Regions from separate parts of the Arachis hypogaea genome. Here region 2 is linked to region 1. A link is a contact called in public Hi-C data. All regions are on one chromosome and are shown on one strand. Each heading gives the region's core, a stretch centred on a gene start, on an enhancer-like site or on the middle of the called end of the contact. The rest is flanking DNA. Distances are from core to core; before and after follow the strand shown.

The links. Hi-C and Micro-C count contacts between places; a contact is called where the count stands out from the background.
Region 2: a Hi-C map of leaf shows a contact between it and region 1, with 4 times the contacts expected there. The contact joins two enhancer-like sites. A contact is called at or near these places in 2 of 8 Hi-C or Micro-C datasets (leaf and an unstated tissue).

The regions. Positions count from the first base shown.
Region 1 is chr20:36,079,948-36,084,639 of arahy.Tifrunner.gnm2.J5K5, forward strand. No RefSeq gene overlaps it. Among protein-coding and RNA genes, the nearest start is that of LOC112788072, 21 kb to the left of the region's middle. Within about 2 kb of position 2,089, at least 3 of the 3 cell types and tissues checked have open chromatin away from gene starts, as enhancers often do.
Region 2 is chr20:36,414,207-36,418,392 of arahy.Tifrunner.gnm2.J5K5, forward strand. It overlaps LOC112784258 (auxin transporter-like protein 1), which reads right to left. Exons shown (of 9, transcript XM_025827413.3): 9 at 2,713-3,139. The coding sequence ends at 2,912. Among protein-coding and RNA genes, the nearest start is that of LOC112784258, 7.1 kb to the right of the region's middle. Within about 2 kb of position 2,640, at least 2 of the 3 cell types and tissues checked have open chromatin away from gene starts, as enhancers often do.

The DNA.
Region 1 (4,692 bases), core at 839-3,338:
TTTTTTATAATAAATTTTAAATATTTAAAATTTATTATTTTTTAATTTAAATATTAATTATTTAATTTTTTTAATAATTAGACATCAAAATTTTAAACACTATAACAAATACGTTGTCAGACAAATATAGCTAATAGACAAAGAAAACATAATCATGTTACAATTCACCATTATATAAGATAAAATATTACCCAAATTAATGTAATATTATTATTATTATTTTAATATGCCTGTTTCTCTTTATTACAATTAACAGATCGAATGAGACAATACCTTGGTACGGAATGATTTCAGCAGCATAAATAAATGAATGTATATAGCTAGGTACGAAAAATTATTATTGTGGTAGTTTAAATGTTTAATGCAGTGCACTGGAGCAGGCAAGGATTGATGATGAGTTGTGGATGAACAGTTGTAATGGTACCACTCGCAAATATTTGTGTCTGAAAAATATTTCTTCTATTTTATACCTGCGGCATTTAAATACTGTGTCCGAGCGTGAGAAAGTTAGTTAAATAATAAAAAAATTAAGTATTATTAATTTTATAATTTTTATAAAATATATATCTCATTATTTTAATTTAATAATAATTAATTTTTTATTTTATCACTACCAATTTTTTATTTTAAAAAATTTTGATTCCCAAAAAATATATAAATTATAAAAATAAAAAAGTATTTGAATATATATATATATATATATATATATATATATATATATATATATATATATATATATAATGCCTATTAATAAATAGATGAGTGAACTGACCACCCAACCAATCAAAAAAAATTAAAAGACACTTTATAAAGAAGTAATAAAATGAAAGGTAAGTGATACCAGATAATCCACAACTCAGCAAGTGTATCGAATCGCATCAAGTAATATTACGGTGAGTAAGTTATCATTTCCACGAAAATCAATGGATTAAGCAATAATGATTAATTAATTAGTCTAATTAGACAATTCATAATTAAATGAGGATTAATCAAAGAACATAAGTAGAAAACTAAATAACTTGACAATAAAATAAATGAACTAGAAATGAAATAACTGGAAATAGAAATGAAATAACAATAAAACTCATAAAGGAATTAAGAACATAAGCAGTGAATTAATCTCAATTCCAGAATTAAATAATGAACTAAAGACAAGCAGTAATAATCAACTAAATAAGATAAGATGAGGGAGAATGTTAAGGATTAGAAATGTTAAATTTTTTGGATCACTGAATCTCACCTTTATCTCAATCATGCAATTGAATCCCAATTTCTTGGTGATTCAATTTCTCTTAACCTAATTAATTACTAATTTCTTGATTAATTACTCATGAGAAGAGATGAAGTACATTCTCTAACTACACAATTTTTAAGATCTAAATCTGGTTGATTCAATGTCACTTATCAAATCCAGATTCAAAACCATAAGTATTAAGAGAGAGAATAGTCAAGCTCAATTTTCATGATTCAATTTTTCAAGTGATCATGAAATTCAAATAAGATTCAAACTATTTTCTAATAGATTTGAATCCTTGAAATGAAGAACGAACATTCTCTCTTAAAAAATAATGCATAGATTAATTAGAAATGAAATAAAAATTAATCTATTAGAAATAATAGAGCCTTCTCCTCAACAAAGGAGAATTAGTGCCTCATAATTGAGAGCACAAAATAAAAATACAAAGAAAGAAAATGAAAGCAAAAAAAATGAAAAGAAAAGTGTGTGTAGTGAAGTGTCTCCCTTTCTTCCCTTTTTTTTTTCAGTGTTATCTCAATTCCTATTTATAACCTATTCTAAATTACAAATTCAAATGTAAATTCAAGTTAAATTCAACTCCAATTCCACTTGATCTCATGGGTTTGTGAAGTTGAGGAATTAGTGAAGCAATTGGAAGCTTGAAGAATTGATGAATTAATAAAGAATTTGGAGCACTGAAATTTGGGCTTATTATTATCCGTTGTACACCAAGAAAGCCACGTCCAAAAGCAATCTCATTTCTCTAAGTTTTGGGCCTCTGTTGGATTTGTCGTTGGATGCCAAGAGTGCCGTTAAATGACATGCTTCCTACTCCAAAAATTGGCCTTTGTTGAAAGTTGGCGTTGGACGGCCCATCATAGCAGTTGAAGCTCCCCAATTAGCCTCTGCCTCATTCTGCCATTGGATGCCCAATAATTGCCATTGAACGACATATTTTCTATTCTAGAAAATTGTCCTTTTTTGATTCCACCGTTGAACATCTAGGAGTGTCGTTAAATGGCATGTGCATGCTTCCAAACATTGGCCCAAATTGGCTTGTTTGTGGCGTGCTTTCAATGCACGAGAAAGTTGTGTTGGACTCATGTCAACTATAGACTATTATATATTGTTAGAAATATCTGGAAGTTAGCTTTCTAACGCTATTGAAACTGCTTAATCTGGACCTTTCTAGCTCAAGTTATGTCCTTTGGAGTATAAAGAGGTTAGGGTTGCCAGGCATCTCATGCTAGACAGCTCTTATTTGGTGTTGGACAGCAAGCTTTGACAGGGGTTTTATTTGGTAGAGAATTTGTGTTGAACTAATGTCAACTATAAAGTATTATATATCGTTAGAAATCTCTAGAAGTTAACTTTCTAACACCATTGGAACTACTTCATTTGGACCTCTCTAACTCAAGTTATGCCCTTTGGTGTATGAAGAGGTTAGGGCTGCCAGCATCTCATGTTGGACGGCTCTTATATGGTGTTGGACGACAAGATTTGATAGGGGCTTCATTTTGTTGAATTTGAGCTTCAAAGTGTGGCCAAGGGCTTCTAATTGTGGCCAAGGCTTGTTATTTGAATCATAAGCTTCTTTAATTCTATTGATCCTTGTTTTTGTGCTTTTGTTCCTCTTTTTCTAATCTTTTTCTACAAAGATCATAAGAATCTTAATCAAAATCAGGAAATTACTAACTTTATTCAAAGAAATATAACTAAAAACATTTAAAGATGCTCATGCATCAGTAAGTTTACAAAATTATTACCAGCAAATCCTTTGAGTTGATGAAGTGTCTATATTATGACCAAGGCAACTAGACCAACTAAGCAATAATTAAGTAAATCGTATTAATAATTAATCTAAGGCATGAATTGAGAATGCCAAGTGGTAATATTTAAGGGTTATATAAAACCATGGAGGAATATTTCTAACATAGTAAAGTCGAAGCCTAATAGAGGAGAACGTCAATAAGGGCATCTTTAGAAAAATTGGAAATAGTGGAAAGATTTTGTTTTAGAAGGACTTTCAGATTGTGTTTTGGACTCAACCTTGGCCTCGTTTGGGATTCTCGGCATCGACCTACCTCGGTAGCCCATCTAAAAGGGTCTCTAGGCTCAAAGAAGGTCAACGATAACTTAATATCAATTTTGATGCTGTATTACTAACTTTTCATAAATGAAAATGGAAAAAATCACGATGATCCCCAAGATTAGGAGATCCTAACAGATTCCCCCAGTCAATATAAGAGCGATCACTCCGCTCCTTCTAGGTATGAACATAACCCTAATGTCCCTCACCTCTTTGAATATTCTTTGAGTTGAGCATTAGAGTGTCATTGCAGGTACCACCCCCACCATCTTCCGGTCACTGTCTGATGTTGGAGTTGCTGGTCCCAATTTTCATCATCTTGTTCTCGATAAGCTTACGAACATTGGTACTGTCTATAGGGACTGACACTATAACATGGGATAGACGACAAGCCCCTCCCGTTTGTGAATGAAGTTGAGGATAGAGAGGACTACATTCCTCAGCCAATCCTTAGGGTTGCTAATGGTGCTTGCATTCCTCGTGTTGTTCATACCAGCGTGACCCTGAGTCACAGTTAAAACTCACACATGCCCTCGAGTCAAAGACCGTTTCGAGGTATGGGGTCAAGCATTAGTCATATCATCCAAGAACTCAAGCACCGACTTTAGAATCTGAGGAGAGAAGTGGCGCACGAGACTGATTTCAACCGCAATCAACTGACGAGGCGTATTCCAGGTCGGGCGAACGGACAAGTAGGAGCTCCCAATCTTCGACACCACAAACAGGCTGTAGAAAAGGGGGTAATGATTAGAATCAGCATTAGGACCGCCAATACGGCAAGGATGATAGGTCTCGGAGTTACATCTTATGTACCTAGGGAGGCGAACTTAACAATGGGCCCCTACGAAAAAGAAGAGGTGACGAAATGAGCTCATGGTAATGGGGTCAACCTGGTGCAAAATTTCTAACCACAACTTACCGGCACGTGCACTGGGTCATACCAAGTAATAAACTCATGTGAGTGAGTGTTGATCCCAAGAGGATTAACAGACTAAGCAAACAATGGTTGATTAATTGTTCTAGCTAGACAAGTTGAAATAGGAGTTTTGAATAGCAAATAGCATAAAAGACAGTAAATTAAGAAAAGAGAATAGTGAATAGTTGAGAAAGCGATATGAGAATAGAGTTAAGGCTTTGGAGATGTTTAGATGTCTGGATTAATATTCAATGTCAACTACTTTGATCATGTAATGATTAAGTTTATGGCAAACCCTAAGTGCATGAATTCCTATTCCTAGGCAATCCAATCTCCTCTAATCTAACCAACCGTCAATTCCTTGATCAATCAGTTGTATTAGAAGGTTAAGTTCAAAATCCGATTCATAAGCCATACAATCCCTAAGAACCCAAAGATGATACAATTATA
Region 2 (4,186 bases), core at 1,390-3,889, 330 kb after region 1:
TCTTTTAACTTTAATTTCTTACAACATTACTCTTTAAAAAATAAACATACTAAATTAGTAATTTAAATGATTAGTTTAGTGGTTACTTGATAAACCACTATTTTATGGTTTATTTTGTGCTAAATTGAGTGGTTTTTATCAGTTTTTCGCACACTTATTCATACAAACTGCATGGTTTTACAAATCCTTTCCAATTTTGTTCCATGCTTGAAAACTTGTTTCCTAAGTCTTTAAATTGTCAATTTTTAATTCTCCTTTATATCATTCGATGTCGTGATCTATGCGTTAAGTATTTTCAGGCTTTATAGGGCAGGAATGGCTTAGTGGATGGAAAGAAAGCATGCAAAAGTGGAAGGAACACAAGAAATAAAGGAGCTGACAAGCGAGGATCGACGCGCACGCATGGCTTACGCGTGCGCGTGACTTGGAGCATTTCACAGCGACGCGTACGCGTGACATAGCGACGTACTGCATTAATCAAAACTCGTAGGGAGCGATTTTGGGCTGTTTTTGGACCCAGTTTTCGGCCCAAAAACACATACTAGAGCCAGGGGGCAAGCAGAGACTCAAGACACATTCACTTTCACTTTAGTTTAGTTTTAGTTTTTGAATTCTAGAGAGAAAACACTACTTCTTCTAGGGTTCTTCACATTCTTAGATTTTTAGTTTTATGCTTTTGGATTGGATATTGAGAGAGTTACTACCTTCCTTTGAAACCTCCATCACTATAGTTTGCTTTTCTATTACTCTACTCTTTTGTTTTCCATTTAGTTTGCTCGTGGTCATATATGGTTACTTTTTATTTTAGGATTTATTAATGCAATGAACAATTTTCACATTTAATTTCATTTCATGTTTGATTTTCTTCAATTAATTATCAGTTTTAAAATTGTCTTTTATTAATTTATTTAAATTATCATGTCTTCCATCTACTCCCTTTACATGTTTGTGAAAATAGCATTCATGCTAATGGAGTAGAGCTTCCAACTTGGCTTTGGAGTTGATTAATAGAAAACTCTTGAGTTAGAAAACTCAAGTATTAATCTGTAATTGGAATTGCTGGCTAACTCAGTTTTCACTAACTCTAATCCTTCTTTGTGAAGCGATTAGGACTTGTGAATTAGAGTTAGTATTAGTTACTTGACTTTCCTTTATCAGTTAGAGGATAACTAAGTGAAAACAGCAACCTTTTACTATTATACTTGGAAAATTCAACAAGGATAAAAACTCCGATTAATCTTCTCCTTGCCAAGGCCTTTTATTTCAACTATCTAATATCTCTTGTCATCATTTGCTGCTTTAATTGATCGCCATTTATTTTTTCCGTTCTCAACCTTAAAAATTTTTCGAAAAATTCCTAATCAATAATTTACACTGCTGTGTCAACTCTTTGAGAAACGACCTGGGAATTTCACTCCCAGTTAATCATTCTTAAATTGTGACATCTTCTAAATTGACAGTGAAAATCTCGTTGGTTAAGACTGTACTCACAATGCAGTTTTTACTAGAAATTCTTAACCGACATTTTTTCACCCGTCATTATTCTAAATTTTTACAAAAAGAAATTCGTAAGTTTAATACTCACTTCTTTTAATTCACATTAAATTTTTAAATACATATCATATAATATATTAGAGATACAGATAAAATAGGATAAGATATATTTTAAACTCATATCCACAAGTAATCCACAGCAAATTAGGTAAACAAGATAAATAAACCTATTTAATTGAAATGAGTCGGATTAAATATTTACGAATAAGATATATATATTACTAGAATACTAGCCTTAGATGTGAGGTGCATATATAATTGAAGCACCATTTGGGCAATAAAAAACTGGTGATCAAACAAAAGCTATAAAAAATGGGCTGTTATATACATGAACAAAATTTGCCCTCAATAGAGAATATGGGCAACAATCTCATACTATTGGATGCTAGTTCTGATAACATGTTAAAAATGATATATGTATATTTACCATGTGTATTTACTATGTACATGATATGATTAAAGGTCAACTTATTTATAGGCCTAAACAATGCCCAAAAAAAAAAATAAAAAAAAAAAGAAAAGGATAACCGCTTAATATTTAAATTTAAATATAAATACTAATTTAATAATACTTTAATACTATTCCAACAAAAATAAAAAAAATAAATATAAGAAATTAATTTTTAACAAATTAACATTAGTAAATTCTTTTATATAAAATTACATTTTTAATCCTTATTTTTATTAGAATTTAAAATTTATAATTTATAATTTATAATTTAACTTAAAAAATTAGCTAATATTAAAAAAATTAATTTCTTAGTTGATCTCGATATAAAGATAAAAATAATAATAAACTAAAGCAACAGTGATAAGATTAAGTTTTTTTTTTTTTTTTTTTTTTTTTTTTTTTTGTGCAAGATAAGATTAAGTTCAAAGCGACAAACGCCAACTCATCCTTATCAATAATACTCCAATAACCCTTTTAGGCTTTTAGCTTATGAAGTCATGAGCTTCCATTTTGAGTTTGTCCATCAATCATGTAACAAAACTCCTCTTTATTTTTCACTTTAAATGGACTTGCTAGCCATGTGAGGCAAATTCACTGCAACACTCCTACTCAATTTTGTTTATATCATTCAACAAAAATTGTAGGGCCTAAACAAAAAATAGTAGGGCCCACACAAAATCATGCAAAGCTCTATCACTATTAAATGATTATATTAGTCATTTAAAGGGCCGGAAAATATTATTAGAAAATTTCGTGCATGTCTTTACTTTGATTTGATTTTGTTGTCCCTATTTCTAGGTACAATAAGTTTTATAATTAATCATAATCATTCACCATAATGTATCTATGTTATGAAAATTTATTCAAAAGACATAGCTAGGATAATATAGTCCTATGCTTTTTAACTTAGTGATACATAGTAATAGTATGATTTTTGGAAGGTAGGATTTTTGGTGGGCATTGATAGCATTTGGCAAAAAGCCCAAATGTGTCCACTTGCTTGATGAAATTTGTCATGCTGGCCCACCCTCCAAACCCAAAGCCCAGTACAAAAACCCATACTACCACAAATGCGTTGACTATGTACATCACTGTCCAATTAGGGATGAACCATGGCAATTTCTCTGCAGCATTCTGTTCACAAAAGACCAAAATATCATCAATTAAAAATAAGAAAAATTATAAAAGAAAGATCCTTGAAAAATTAGTAAGCTTGTTTGTTAATTGTTGATACTTGATAGTCAGAAGTAGTGCAAATGTAGTAGCTAACTTGCTGGCATGAATGCCTGTTTGGACTTAGGATGGGATAGTAATCTAGTATAGTGATGTGACTACTATGTAGGGTCACTTTAAGGAGTTAGGTTTAGACATGATCCAACCCATTGTTAAAAGTGTTATTTTACTTGGGGAATATTTACCGGTGTTTCACTTATTTTAGTCATTAATCTCAATTATATATATAATATGACAGAAATTAATGGTTAAAACAACTAGAACGCTTAATTATGTGATACACTTGAAATTTTCCTATTCTTCCACTTGAGTCGATTCACTCTCCCATCATAAGATAAGGTATCTGACTTAATTGATGTAGGTTCAATACCCAATCAAACGAAATCTATATCAGATTTCTTAAAAGAGTGATTAGCGAACCTAGCTTATGGTTAGGGTTAGGTCACTAGTGGTATTAAAGATTATAGCATATAACTATCTAAATGACAAAGAAATGACACTAACCATATCTTGTCTCATAATTTTCCAAATTCGGATATGATAGAAAATAGAAATAGTGGGATTGGGACTTATACCGTCTTGGACATAGAAAGTCCGTTGCAGGTTAAAAATAGTGAAGCTGGAATCATATCCTCGAAATACATACACACCGCACCACCAAAAGAGTATTAAGAACACATTTATATCCTTAGATCTGGTCAACCAATTGGAAGTCATGGATTCCCAACGTACTCCTCTTTTTATTTATTTATTTGTTATTGTTATTATCTTAGTCCTCTCTATAGCTAGCTTTTTTGCTTTAAAGATTAATGTGGGTATCACATCAAACAAACACAACCTAAATTTATTATATTGTCAAAGAAATTTTCTTTTTGGGCAATACTAAAAGATTAAATTATACTAAAATTTGAGTAATTTGACTAATTTCTCTTGAAGTCAAGTCATATT